2 separate regions of the Sus scrofa genome follow, and region 1 is linked to region 2. A link is a contact called in public Hi-C data. All regions are on one chromosome and are shown on one strand. The core of a region is the stretch at or near the end of the contact, and the rest is flanking DNA. Distances in the headings are between cores, read along the strand shown. Region 1 holds the start of LOC106509330 (a long non-coding RNA gene). Region 2 holds the start of UBXN1 (UBX domain-containing protein 1).

What was found. A called contact is a pair of places that touch in the nucleus more often than the background predicts.
Region 1: a contact with region 2 is called in a Hi-C map of retroperitoneal adipose tissue, with 2.4 times the contacts expected there. The contact joins the enhancer-like site here to the promoter of UBXN1 in region 2. A contact is called at or near these places in 4 of 5 promoter capture datasets (fetal liver, fetal skeletal muscle and liver), 22 of 47 Hi-C or Micro-C datasets (adipose tissue, alveolar macrophages, blood and 13 more) and 2 of 2 datasets of contacts at active chromatin or transcription factors (alveolar macrophages and skeletal muscle).

The regions. Positions count from the first base shown.
Region 1 is chr2:9,322,404-9,328,702 of Sscrofa11.1, forward strand. It overlaps ASRGL1 (isoaspartyl peptidase/L-asparaginase), which reads right to left. Exons shown (of 7, transcript XM_005660800.3): 7 at 5,857-6,299. It overlaps LOC106509330 (a long non-coding RNA gene), which reads left to right and starts at 148. Exons shown (of 2, transcript XR_001306766.2): 1 at 148-702; 2 at 1,218-2,449. Within about 2 kb of position 3,923, at least 13 of the 83 cell types and tissues checked have an H3K27ac peak or open chromatin away from gene starts, as enhancers often do. A contact at or near this core is called in adipose tissue, retroperitoneal adipose tissue and subcutaneous adipose tissue, where this site is marked.
Region 2 is chr2:9,068,355-9,073,809 of Sscrofa11.1, forward strand. It overlaps UBXN1 (UBX domain-containing protein 1), which reads left to right and starts at 4,195. Exons shown (of 9, transcript XR_002341466.1): 1 at 4,195-4,683; 2 at 4,782-4,869; 3 at 5,009-5,062; 4 at 5,153-5,259; 5 at 5,346-5,415.

The sequences.
Region 1 (6,299 bases), core at 2,673-5,172, 250 kb after region 2:
GCAGAGGGGCCTTTGGAGAAAGGGAATGGGCTGGGCAGAAGCCTGGGAGCCCCTGCCCACTAGGGCAGCAGGGGGAGCCAGCCCAGGGGTCTGGGTCTGATGCAGCAGCAGCAGCAAGAAGCCTGGAAGGCTCCTGGTGACCTAATCTTTGCGGATGGGCGGGATGGGGCTCCCGGGGGGACGGGCTGGGGGGTTCCTCGTTCCTCCGGCTTGAGCACAGGCCCAACTGCCACCCAAGCAGCCCCCCAGGGAAATCCTTGATGCAGAGAAGTGTCGAGAAGCCGGGTGGTGCTGGTCTCGGAGCCGGGGTGGGCTAGTGCGGCAGCCAAGGGGCCTGCGGGTTCCAGACCGCACCCCATCCGGGGAGCTGACCCTGGAAAGGGCAGGGCAGCCTGGCCTGCTGGTTGTAGAGGAGCCAGCAGCATCCTGGTCACGGGGGCAGAACAAAGATGCCCTTTAGGTCTGAGCTCCGGGCCCTGGCTTCCATGGGGAGGGGGTGGTGTGACAGTGGCTCCAGAGGCCAGAGAGAGGGAACAGGGCTGGAACCTTTCCTCTCAAAGAAAATGAAGCCTTTCCCTGGAGCTGTGATGGAGGCGTGGAGTCTGAGACTGGGGAGCACGCGCTCGCTCGGAGGGTCTCCATGGAGTAAGGCAGGTGCATCACCTCCCAGGACTGGCCGCCTGTTTGCTGCAACGCAGCCAGGTAAGGACTTGGAGCTGGGGGTGCTGAGCCAGTGCGGGGAGATTCGGTTCTGCAGGGCGCCCCGCCCTGGCTTTTGACCCTTTCTGCTCGAAAGCATGTAGGAATTTCTAAGGAAGACAAGGACAGGGTGGGGAAGGGCCTGGGGGGAGCGGCGGAGTGTTTAGTCATGAGGCATGCAGGGCGTGATATCTGTGCAAGAGCCGGAGATAAGATGAGCAGAGATGACCAGGGAGATTGGGGAAGCACGAGGCAGGAAGGCCGGATGGATCCGGGGTGAGGTCACCGGGGAGGCAGGGGTGAGTGGGCCCAGAGGAAGGGCCACATCAGACGCGGGACGGAGGGATGGAGCCCTCGCCTTGGCCTTTCTGACTTCTTCAAAGATTGAAATACTTGGTGTCTGAACAGAACACAGGGAGGGAGAGTTCAGGAGGTCAGAGCCCCAGGGATCTGGCAGCAGAGGGCGGTGGAATGTTCTCGAAGGCAAGAGAACCCCAGCCTTTGTTCTCATCCCCCAGAAAATATTCCTGGATTTGGTGTGAGATTGGCATGCACGTGTGCCAATTTGTAAATACTTCTGCAAAATGCCCTTCGCCCGAGAGGCACTTGGCGTTGCTCCTGCCTGGTGTGTGGTCGGCGGGCCTGGGGAAAGGCTGAAGGTGAGCGGAGCCAGGAAGCCACCTGGGACGAGGCAGCCGGAGGAGGCTCTGCGCAGGAAGGGCGGTGGCCCACAGGCCTTTCCTGGAGGCTACGCGGGGCACCCGCTCCCCATCTGCTCGTGACTCCCCGAGTCACGCTTTGCCAAATTTCTGGGTGGGGCCTCGTGCTCTGGCACTTCCCTCTCCAAACCTTGCACCCAGGCCTGCTCCCACGGCTGGCACTGCTGCAGGTGGGGCCCCTGTGCTTGAGATGGAGGCGCCTGTGACAGATGCTCACCCAATGCTCATGTTGTCCCAGGCAGCCTGGCAGCCAGGCTGGGCACTGGGCCCTAACCATCCAACAAGTCAGAGCTGTTCAAAACGGGGCAGAGACCACGGGGCACAACCACCATCCAGGCAGGGGGCAGGATGGGGAGAAACCTGCTGTTGGTGATGTGTTTTGAGAAAACTGGAGAAATTTGAATGTTGGCTATTATGAAAGGTGAACATTTATTGACATGGAAAAGCGGATTATTAACTGAAAAAGCATTTAAAAAAGGATGTGTGCACTGAACTCATTTTGGAGAAAATACCGATGGGCATTAATAGTGATATGGACTGGGTGCTGGGACATTTTTTTCCCCTTATTTTTGTGGATCTGTGTTTTCTCACACTTAAAAAAAATTTCTTTGTCAACGTTTTCCAGCATCTACAATGCACATACACCCCTTGTATTAAAAGCGTCTTTTTAATTAAAGTATGTTTAGTAAAAATCGCTACCCTGCAAGATAGCAACCCTGGGGCTGCCTGAGTCATGAACGGAGCCAAGGTCAAAGAGGATGGAAGAACCAGCCTCTCTGAGCCTTTGCTCCCAGCCTCGGCTTAGAACCTGAACCCCATCCGAGTTTGGTCCAGGATCCAGGAAGTTCTGATAACTGCAGAGTCAAAAACAGAGTTGACTCTGAGACGATGAGTGATTAATATATATATTAAAAAAAAAAAGAATCCCAGCCCGGGGGTTCTCTCCCGATCCAGCCCAGGCATGGTCCAAACCTCTCCGTGTATGAAAAAGTCTAACTCCATTTTAATAGTGGGTTGGGTGAAAAAAAAAAGCAGAATTTGAAAGATAAAGTTGTTAAACATGATTTTTTTTTTTTTTTTTCCTGCTTCTCACCTGGAGGGCCTGTGGGACCATCCAGACCTACATTGGAGCCCAAAGTGATAAGGACACTGAGAGACAGAGGATTTGGGATCAGAGAGGCTGAGATAAACCACATTTACTGCCCTGGGAAACCCGTTTCTCTGGGCCTTATTTCCTCTTTCAGGAGGGCGGAGAGGTTGCCGGGCCTCCCCTGGCATGTGGGCCTCTCACGAGAGACCAGCTGTTTGATGGTGGCTCAACCCTTCCGGGTCCTGCATGGTGGGCGGCCGAGATAGACGGTGGCCTGCCCATTTAATGGCATCCCATGGATGGAACCACTGCTGGGCCCCTGTACCACCCCCGGCCAGGCCTCTCCTGGCACCATTCCTTGACCTGGTTTTGCTTCTGTCCTTCAGCCCAGCCCCATTCCTTCCTGGGTCGCTCCTACACAGGGCTCTCTCCTCCGTGGGAGCGTTGCGGTGACAGGTCCCTGCTCCCCTGAGCTGCCTCCCCGATGCAGTGGGAGGGAGAAGGCAGAAGGTGGAGCAGGAAGGACAGTGTCCCCCCCCGGCAATTTTCCCATGCCATCCACTTCAGGAGAGGGCCACACAGCCCGTTCTGTCCTCAGGCTCTATAATCTAGCGAGGAACACATCTAGAAAGGATGCTATTTGGAAAAAATGTTTATCGTCCAACAGCTGCAAGGTTAAGGCCTTTCTTTCCCAGGACTGTTCCTTCCAGCTCAGCAGGTGAGCAGACACCTGCTCAGCTCCGGGCCACCAACTTGCTCATCATCCCACTGTTTCGGCCAGTTTAGGGCAAAGCTGATCTAGTTCTCTTCCTGGCTGGAAGGTGTGGCCAGGGGGCAGATCTGGGGCTGCCTGGCTGTGCTTGCCTTGGGCCCCGACACCTGCCAGCAGGTGCAGAGCAGGTGGCGCTGTTTTTATTTTCTGTTTATTTTTGTCTTTCTGGGGCTGCACTCATGGCATAGGGAGGTTCCCAGGCTATGGGCTGAACTGGAGCTGTAGCTGCTGGCCTACACCAGAGCCACAGCAATGTGGGATCTGAGCTGCATCTGCGACCTACACCACAGCTCACGGCAACGCCGGATCCTTGATCCGCTGAGCAAGGCCAGGGATTGAACCTGTGTCCTTATGGATACTAGTCAGATTCGTTTCTGCTGAGCCACGACGGGAAGGAATTCCATGCACTGTTTTTAAAAGTCAGCGATGGGGCTGATTATGATGGGTTCTTGGAGGAATTTGTATTTGTTTTTCTGGACATCTGTTCTCTAAAACTGATCGTATTATTTAGATGAAAATTAAAGTCAAGAACAGGAAGCCTCTTGTGGTTCCAAAATTTCTGAGTAGATTGTTTTGAGCCGGAGTCCGCTGGACTTTGTGTGCTCTGCTGCCCTCTTGTGGCACAGAAGTGACAGAAGACTCCTTCAGATCCCGTCTTACTCCTTTATCTGCTGGGCAGTTAGGGAGCCGCCTCTGGACGGCGTGTGGGGTAAGAGGGGCCCATACGTGGTCTCCACGTTCGGGAATCCGGGCTAGTGGAGGTGGTCGTTCAGGGAACCCAGGTCCTTAGCTGGCGCACAGGGGCTGGGGGACCTTCCTTAACCAGGGGGCAGGTGGCCGAGCTGGGCTGAGCTTCCAGTGGCCTCTGGTGACCAGAACCACTTCCCTTGTGAATAAAACGATAATCTCAAAATCAGGCCTCGCCCCCTCATTCTTCCTTCTTCCTTATCTCCTCGGTAACGGATACTTCTCCAAAGGTCTCTCCCTTTCCAACCCCTATTTTTTTTTTTTTTGATCTCTTTCTAGAGCTACATCCTTGGCACATGGAGGTCCCCAGGCTAGAGGTCTAATCAGAGCTGTGGCCGGCGGCCTATGCCACAGCCACAGCAATGCCAGATCTGAGCCAAGTCTGTGATCTACAGACTTGCCACAGCTCACAGCAACACTGGATCCTTAACTCACTGAGGAAGGCCAGGGATCGAGCCTGCAACCTCATGGTTCCTAGTTGGATTCGTTAACCACTGAGCCACGACAGGAACTCCTCCAACCTCTATTTTAATTCAATGAATTTTTATTATATTCACAGTTGTATAAGCATCGCCACAACCCAATTTTAGAATCTCTCCATCCTGAACCCTCAGTCCATTCCTCCCTGCCCCCCAAAACCAACCCCTAATGTAGTTCTGCTTCACTTCCTGTTGGGGCTGAATGTGTGCCCCCAGAACCTCCATTTCTTTTCCTTTTTTTTGCTTTTTAGGGCCACACCCGCAGCATATGGGGGTTCCCAGGCTAGGGGTCGAATCAGAGCTGCTGCTCCTGGCCTATTTCACAGCCACAGCAACGCCAGGTCCCCAACCCACAGATCGAAGCCAGGGATTGAACCGGCATCCTCATGGATAATAGTTTGATTCATTTTCTCTGTGTCACAATGGGAACTCCAAGAACCCCCATGTTGAAGCCCCAACCCCCAGGTATTTGGAGACAGGGCCTCTGAAGAGAAGCTGGCATGAAAAGGGAGTGGTTAGGTGGCCTTGATTCCGGCTGACTGGTGTCCTTAGGAGGAAACTGAGCCACAGACACACATACAGAAAAGGCATGAGGCCGCAGAAGGCAGCCATGTGGCGGCCAAGGAACGCGGCCCGGGAGCCACCCCACGGACACCTGGACCTGGGACTGCCGGCCTCCAGAACCGTGAGCAGTGAAGCGTCTGGCGTGTACGCCACTGCCGGTGCTACTTTGCTGCTGGCAGCCCCAGCAAGTGACCCCATCTGCCAACACGGTCCTCATTTCCAAGGATGGTTGTTGCATCTGAAGCTTTCAAGGACCCAACCGCAGAACCTCCTTCTGGGCCTGGCCGCGCGTTCTCCGTGGTCCAGAGACTACAAAGATGAACAGCGGGCCGTCGTCCTTTATTTTCATTTTCTCTCCAGGGTGATCTGTTTTTAGATGACAAGGTTCTCCGATGTTAACCTGCCCAGGGTCCCCCAGGCCGTGGGGAGAGGCAGGACTCAAACTCCGTTCTGCCTCCAAGGGGCATCTCTTTCTCCTGGGCTCAGGGCAGCCGGGGAGGTCCCGGGACGGGGGCTCGGACTGGGCCGCCGTCATGGCGAGAAGTCCGGTCTGTCCGCCCCGCTGCTTCTCGAAATGCTGGTTTGCCTTCTGCCTTCACACATCCAGAAAAACACTCGCTTCTTCTGCAAACTCTCACATGTACGCCCTGAGGCAGGACGTCAGCTCACATCCGCGCTCTGCCCTCGGGCTGCGAGGCCTCTCTGACAAGCCCCCGTCTGGACGGACAGACGCAGGCAGCTCGCGTACATTCTGGGCTCTGTCAACAGCGACTCCTACCCACACTGTTATTCTTTCAAAATACATTTTATTAGTGGCACATGGAATTTAAAGGGAAGCAGTTTCTTTCCAGAGAGAAGGTGAACCCTGACAGACTGAAAAACTGGGCGGCTATGTTACAGCAAGAAATACCATTTCCAGTGTAAAGAGACGTGAACAGGGAGTGACTTTGCTCACCACGCCGAGCACGCGTACACACCGGCTGAGCTGGGGGAACCCACAGCACCGGACTGTCCCGGACGGTGTGACGCCAGGGTCCTCTCGGCGGTGACTGGCCCTTCCTGGTGCAGGTCCCGAGCCCCATCGCTCACTAGGAGGACCCCGAGGGTCTGGGAGGCGGGGCTGGGCCTGATGAGCCGTGCGGGCAGGTGGGAACCTCGACGTGAGCGGGCTGGTGTGTGAGCCCAAGACCCTCGGGCCTGAAGGGGCTCCGGAGCGTCCATGAAGACTG
Region 2 (5,455 bases), core at 2,945-5,444:
TGGGTTAAGGATCCGGCGTGGCCGTGAGCTGTGGTATAGGTTGCAGACGCAGCTCGGATCTGGTGTTTCTGTGGCTCTGGCGTAGGCTGGGGGCTACAGCTCTGATTCGACCTCTAGCCTGGGAACCTCCCTATGCCGCGAGTGCGGCCCTAGACAAGATAAAAAAAAGACAAAAAAAAAAACACTTATACAAATTGAAATAATAGTAAAGAGGATAAAATGAAATTCCCTTCCTCTTCAAGAGGTAAGTACCTATATCAGAACAAATTTTTCTCTATGTAATGCCAGTATTTTCTGCTTTCATTCAATACATTATGGACAATGTTCCATGTTGGTAAACAACAACCTCCTTAATTATGTTAAAAGCTGCGTAATTTCCCCGAGGAGGATGCTTCTAAACTGGCAGTAGCCATTCCTCTTTGTTGGAACACTGTAGTTGTCTTCAGCGTTTGCTGTGGACATCCTTATTTGTGTTTGTTTGTTTGTTTGTTTGTTTGTTTTGTCTTTTTGCTATTTCTTTGGGCCGCTCCTGCGGCATATGGAGGTTCCCAGGCTAGGGGTCCAATCCGAACTGTAGCCACTGGCCTACGCCAGAGCTACAGCAACACAGGATCCGAGCCGCGTCTGCAACCTACACCACAGCTCACGGCCACGCCGGATCCTTAACCCACTGAGCAAGGCCAGGGACCGAACCCGCAACCTCATGGTTCCTAGTCGGATTCGTTAACCACTGCGCCATGACGGGAACTCCCTATTTTTTCTTTTTTTCCAGCATACGGAGCCCCAGATCAGGCATCAGATCCCAGCTGCCATTTCAACCTACAAGGCAGCTGTTGGGAACACCGGATCCTTAATCCCCTATGCCTGGCCGAGTGTTGAATCTGTGTCCTGGTGCTCCTGAGGCACCTACTATCCCTTTGAGCCACAGAAAAAACTCCTGAGTTTATTTTTAAATTAACCGGATGTAGAAAAGTCTTTAAGTTGCTCCTTATTGCTCACTTTTACTGCTCTTATAACTTTTTTTTTAATTATAAAAGTAACACTTATACAGGAGTTTTCATTATGGCTCAGTGGTTAACGAATCTGACTAGGAACCATGAGGTTGCCGGTTCGATCCCTGGCCTTGCTCAGTGGGTTAAGGATCCGGCGTGGCCGTGAGCTGTGGTATAGGTTGCAGACGCAGCTCGGATCTGGTGTTTCTGTGGCTCTGGCGTAGGCTGGGGGCTACAGCTCTGATTCGACCTCTAGCCTGGGAACCTCCCTATGCCGCGAGTGCGGCCCTAGACAAGACAAAAAAAAGACAAAAAAAAAAAACACTTATACAAATTGAAATAATAGTAAAGAGGATAAAATGAAATTCCCTTCCTCTTCAAGAGGTAAGTACCTATATCAGAACAAATTTTTCTCTATGTAATGCCAGTATTTTCTGCTTTCATTCAATACATTATGGACAATGTTCCATGTTGGTAAACAACAACCTCCTTAATTATGTTAAAAGCTGCGTAATTTCCCCGAGGAGGATGCTTCTAAACTGGCAGTAGCCATTCCTCTTTGTTGGAACACTGTAGTTGTCTTCAGCGTTTGCTGTGGACATCCTTATTTGTGTTTGTTTGTTTGTTTGTTTGTTTGTTTTGTCTTTTTGCTATTTCTTTGGGCCGCTCCTGCGGCATATGGAGGTTCCCAGGCTAGGGGTCCAATCCGAACTGTAGCCACTGGCCTACGCCAGAGCTACAGCAACACAGGATCCGAGCCGCGTCTGCAACCTACACCACAGCTCAAGGCAACGCTGGATCCTCAACCCACTGAGCAAGGGCAGGGACCGAACCCGCAACCTCATGGTTCCTAGTCGGATTCGTTAACCACTGCACCACGACGGGAACTCCCTTATTTGTGTATTTCTATAGGGTACCCATCTGAAATGAGGTGAGAGAGGCAGTACTATACTATTTAATCATTATTTTATTATTGGCCCTCTGGAATAAACTTAGAATACATTTGTTACCTAGAACACTCATCACATGGCAGTGAATACTTAGTGACTTTTAAATTTAATTCCTAGAGTTCTTTGGTGGCTCAGTGGGTTAAGGATCTGGCGTTGCCAGAGTTCCTGTCCTGGCTCAGTGGGTAATAAGTCTGACTAGCATCCATGAATACGCAGGTTGGATCCCTAGCCTTGCTCAGTGGGTTAGGGATCCTGCGTTGCTGTGGCTGTGGTGTAGGCCAGCAGCTATTTGAACCCCAGCCTGGGAATCTCCATGTGCCATGGGTTCAGCCCTAAAAAGTGTGCGTGTGGGCACGCGTGCGTGCACGCGCACGCACACACACACACACACACAGGATCTGGCATTGTCACTGCTGTGGCACAGGTCGGATTCCTGGCCCTGGAACTTCTGCATGATGTTAAGGGTGCAGCCCCCAAAAGAAAAAAAAAAATTTTTTTGGTGGGGGGGAGTTCCCGTCGTGGCTCAGCGGGAATCCGACTGGGAACCATGAGGTTTTGGGTTCGATCCCTGGCCTTGCTCAGTGGGTTAAGGACCCGGCGTTGCTGTGAGCTGTGGTGTAGGTTGCAGACTCGGCTCAGATCTGGCGTTGCTGTGGCTCTCGCAGCTCTGATTAGACCCCTAGCCTGGGAACCTCCATATGCCGCAGAAGCGGCCCTAGAAAAGGCAAAAAAGACAGAAAAAGGAAAAAAAAAATTGTTTTAATTGACCCTGTATTTCCTCAGCATTTATTCATTTACAAATAATGAGGGCCTACTATCTCATTATTTAAAGATATGTTTTACATGCGTTCTCACTTGATCTCTATCACAAATCATTCCAAAAGATGGTTTCACATTTTCACAGATGAGACGTTTAAGGTTCTAACGGATTTGAAACCATAAGTAAGGCGCTGAGTTGGGATTTCAGCCCAAACTGCCCAACTCCAAAGCTGATGCTCTTTGCTCCACCACAGTGAGGCAGCATAGCATAGCAGTCTCATGAATGCACACTCAGTAGGTCTGAATCCTCGTGCTACTCCTTACTAGCTCTGTGACCTTCAGTAAATGATCTTTCTGTGCCTATTTCCTGTGATCGATAATAGTTTCTATAGCACATGGACTGTTGTGATGACTAAATATACATCAACTATAACAATCTCTGGTGCATATATTATTGATACCAGTAACTTATTATTACTCTGCCTCCTAATAAATATTTAAAGTTACCTTTAACTTAAGGGACCTAACAGCATAGGGGGCGATGGAGGGCTAAGCAGTCAACAAGACTACATAGCAGGGGGCTAAATGTTAATGGAATAAATACTGGAGCTAGGAGGTGGAGAGGGGGTGGTCAAAGCAGGATTCCCTCAGAAAGCAAACCCAGAGTCCAGTCCAAAAGGTGACTGGGGGTTATTTCCTGCCACAGAAGAGGCAGGAAAACCCAGACAGAAGAACTGGTATGTGCAAAAGCCAGGAAGAACTAGAAGGCCTGTTTTGCAATCTGCACTAGGTAACCTCAAGTGATGGGGGATGAACTCAATACTAACTACCAACATTTACACAGTACAGTTTTGTCTGGTGCCTAAGGTTCGTGCTATGGTTATCCTCGCTTTACAAATGGGACATTAACAAACAAACAAACAAACAAACAAAAAATCGGGTAGGAGGTTGCCAGACTACTGGCATTTAAGTTTCCTCCTGGGAGACTGGGGTGTCACAGAGAAGTCTTTTTCTGAGCCGAACTCATGGCATGGCATATAGAGGTTCCCAGGATAGAGGTCAAATAGGAGCTGTAGCTGCCGGTCACAGCCACAGCCACAGCCACGCCAGATCCAAGTCACAACCTACACCACAGCTCACAGCAATGCCAGACCCTAAACCCACCAACGGAACGGCATCTTCATGGATACCAGTCAGGTTCGTTTCCCCGGCTCCACAACAGGAACTTCTCACGGAGAAGTGGGTTTTTTTTGTTTTGTTTTTTGTTTTTGTCTTTTTGCCATTTCTTGGGCCGCTCCTGGGCATATGGAGGTTCCCAGGCTAGGGGTCCAGTCAGAGCTGTAGCCACCACAACCTTGGGATCCGAGCTGCGGCTGCGACCCATACCACAGCTCAGAGCAATGCCGGATCCTTAACCCACTGAGCAAGGCCAGGGATCGAACCTGCAACCTCATGGTTCCTAGTCGGATTCCTTAACCACTGCGCCATGATGGGAACGCCTCATGGAGAAGTCTTAATCAGGGAGGTGATGACAGGATCTAATCAGATATTGTGTTTTGCAAAGATCGCTTTGGCAGTGGGGGCGGAGGATGGCTCAACTCCCCCCAGAGGATGAGCAGGTCAAAGAGCGCATGCATTTCTATGGACATTGCTCTATAACTTTCCAAACGGTTTCGCTAAGGGGTCGTATCGGGAACTGGCTTCATGGGCCCATGGGTTTCAGGGGGGCATCATCCTTCCTCTCCACCACCGCCAAGGCGCCTCGGCTGAGGATGTGGAGCGGTGGCGTCCCCTCCCGTCCGCGACTCCCACGCGCCGCCGGTCGGGGTCCGCTCTGGGCGGGGGCGGCCGGGCCGGGCCCGCGTGGTCTGGCTCTCTGCGGCACCCGTCCACGGCCGCCTCCACGTGACCCAAACAGATTCGGGCACTTCCGCTTCCCCCGGGCTTTCTTCTCGTCAGTGTCCGCGGCCGGGCCGCTGCCGGTGAGTAAGCGAGCCCCGGGCTGGGGCTTTGGAGGCGGGATTGCGCGCCGGCGGGGGGCGCACCACGCCGACCCCCTCCACCCTCCTCGTCCCTCCAGGTCCCCGCGGAAGCGGCGGTGGCGGCGTCATGGCGGAGCTGACGGCTCTGGAGAGTCTCATCGAGATGGGCTTCCCCAGGGGACGCGCGTAAGGGAGCCCCCTAACGCGGGACCGCGGGGGTCGCGGACCTGCCCAGGCCTTTGCCCCAGCCTGGCCTCAGGCTCTCCGCCCCAGCCTGATGAGCGCCATGGCTGGTGGGCGCTATTCACGGTGTTTCTGCCCCCAGGGAGAAGGCTCTGGCCCTCACAGGGAACCAGGGCATCGAGGCTGCGATGGACTGGTGAGAGCTGAGACCGGGTGCAAGGGGCCTGGGGGCGGCTGGGAGGGGCAGTCTCAACGTTATGACCTTCCTCCTGACTTTCCCCGCCAGGTTGATGGAGCACGAAGACGACCCCGATGTGGACGAGCCACTAGCGACCCCCCTTGGACATGTCCTGGGACGGGAACCCACCCCTTCGGAGCAAAGTAGCCCCGAAGGTCCTGACTGAGGGACACAGCGTGATTATTCAGGAGGGCCCGAGAAGGAGGCTGAACGAGTAATAACACTGATTGTTTCTTTGCAGGACCTGGGTCTGCTGCCGGAGAAGGCAAACCCCCGTTGAGTGAAGAGGAAAGACAGGAACAGACTAAGAGGTGTGAGAAACAAGCCCACATTCCTGAGGGTCACCTCCCA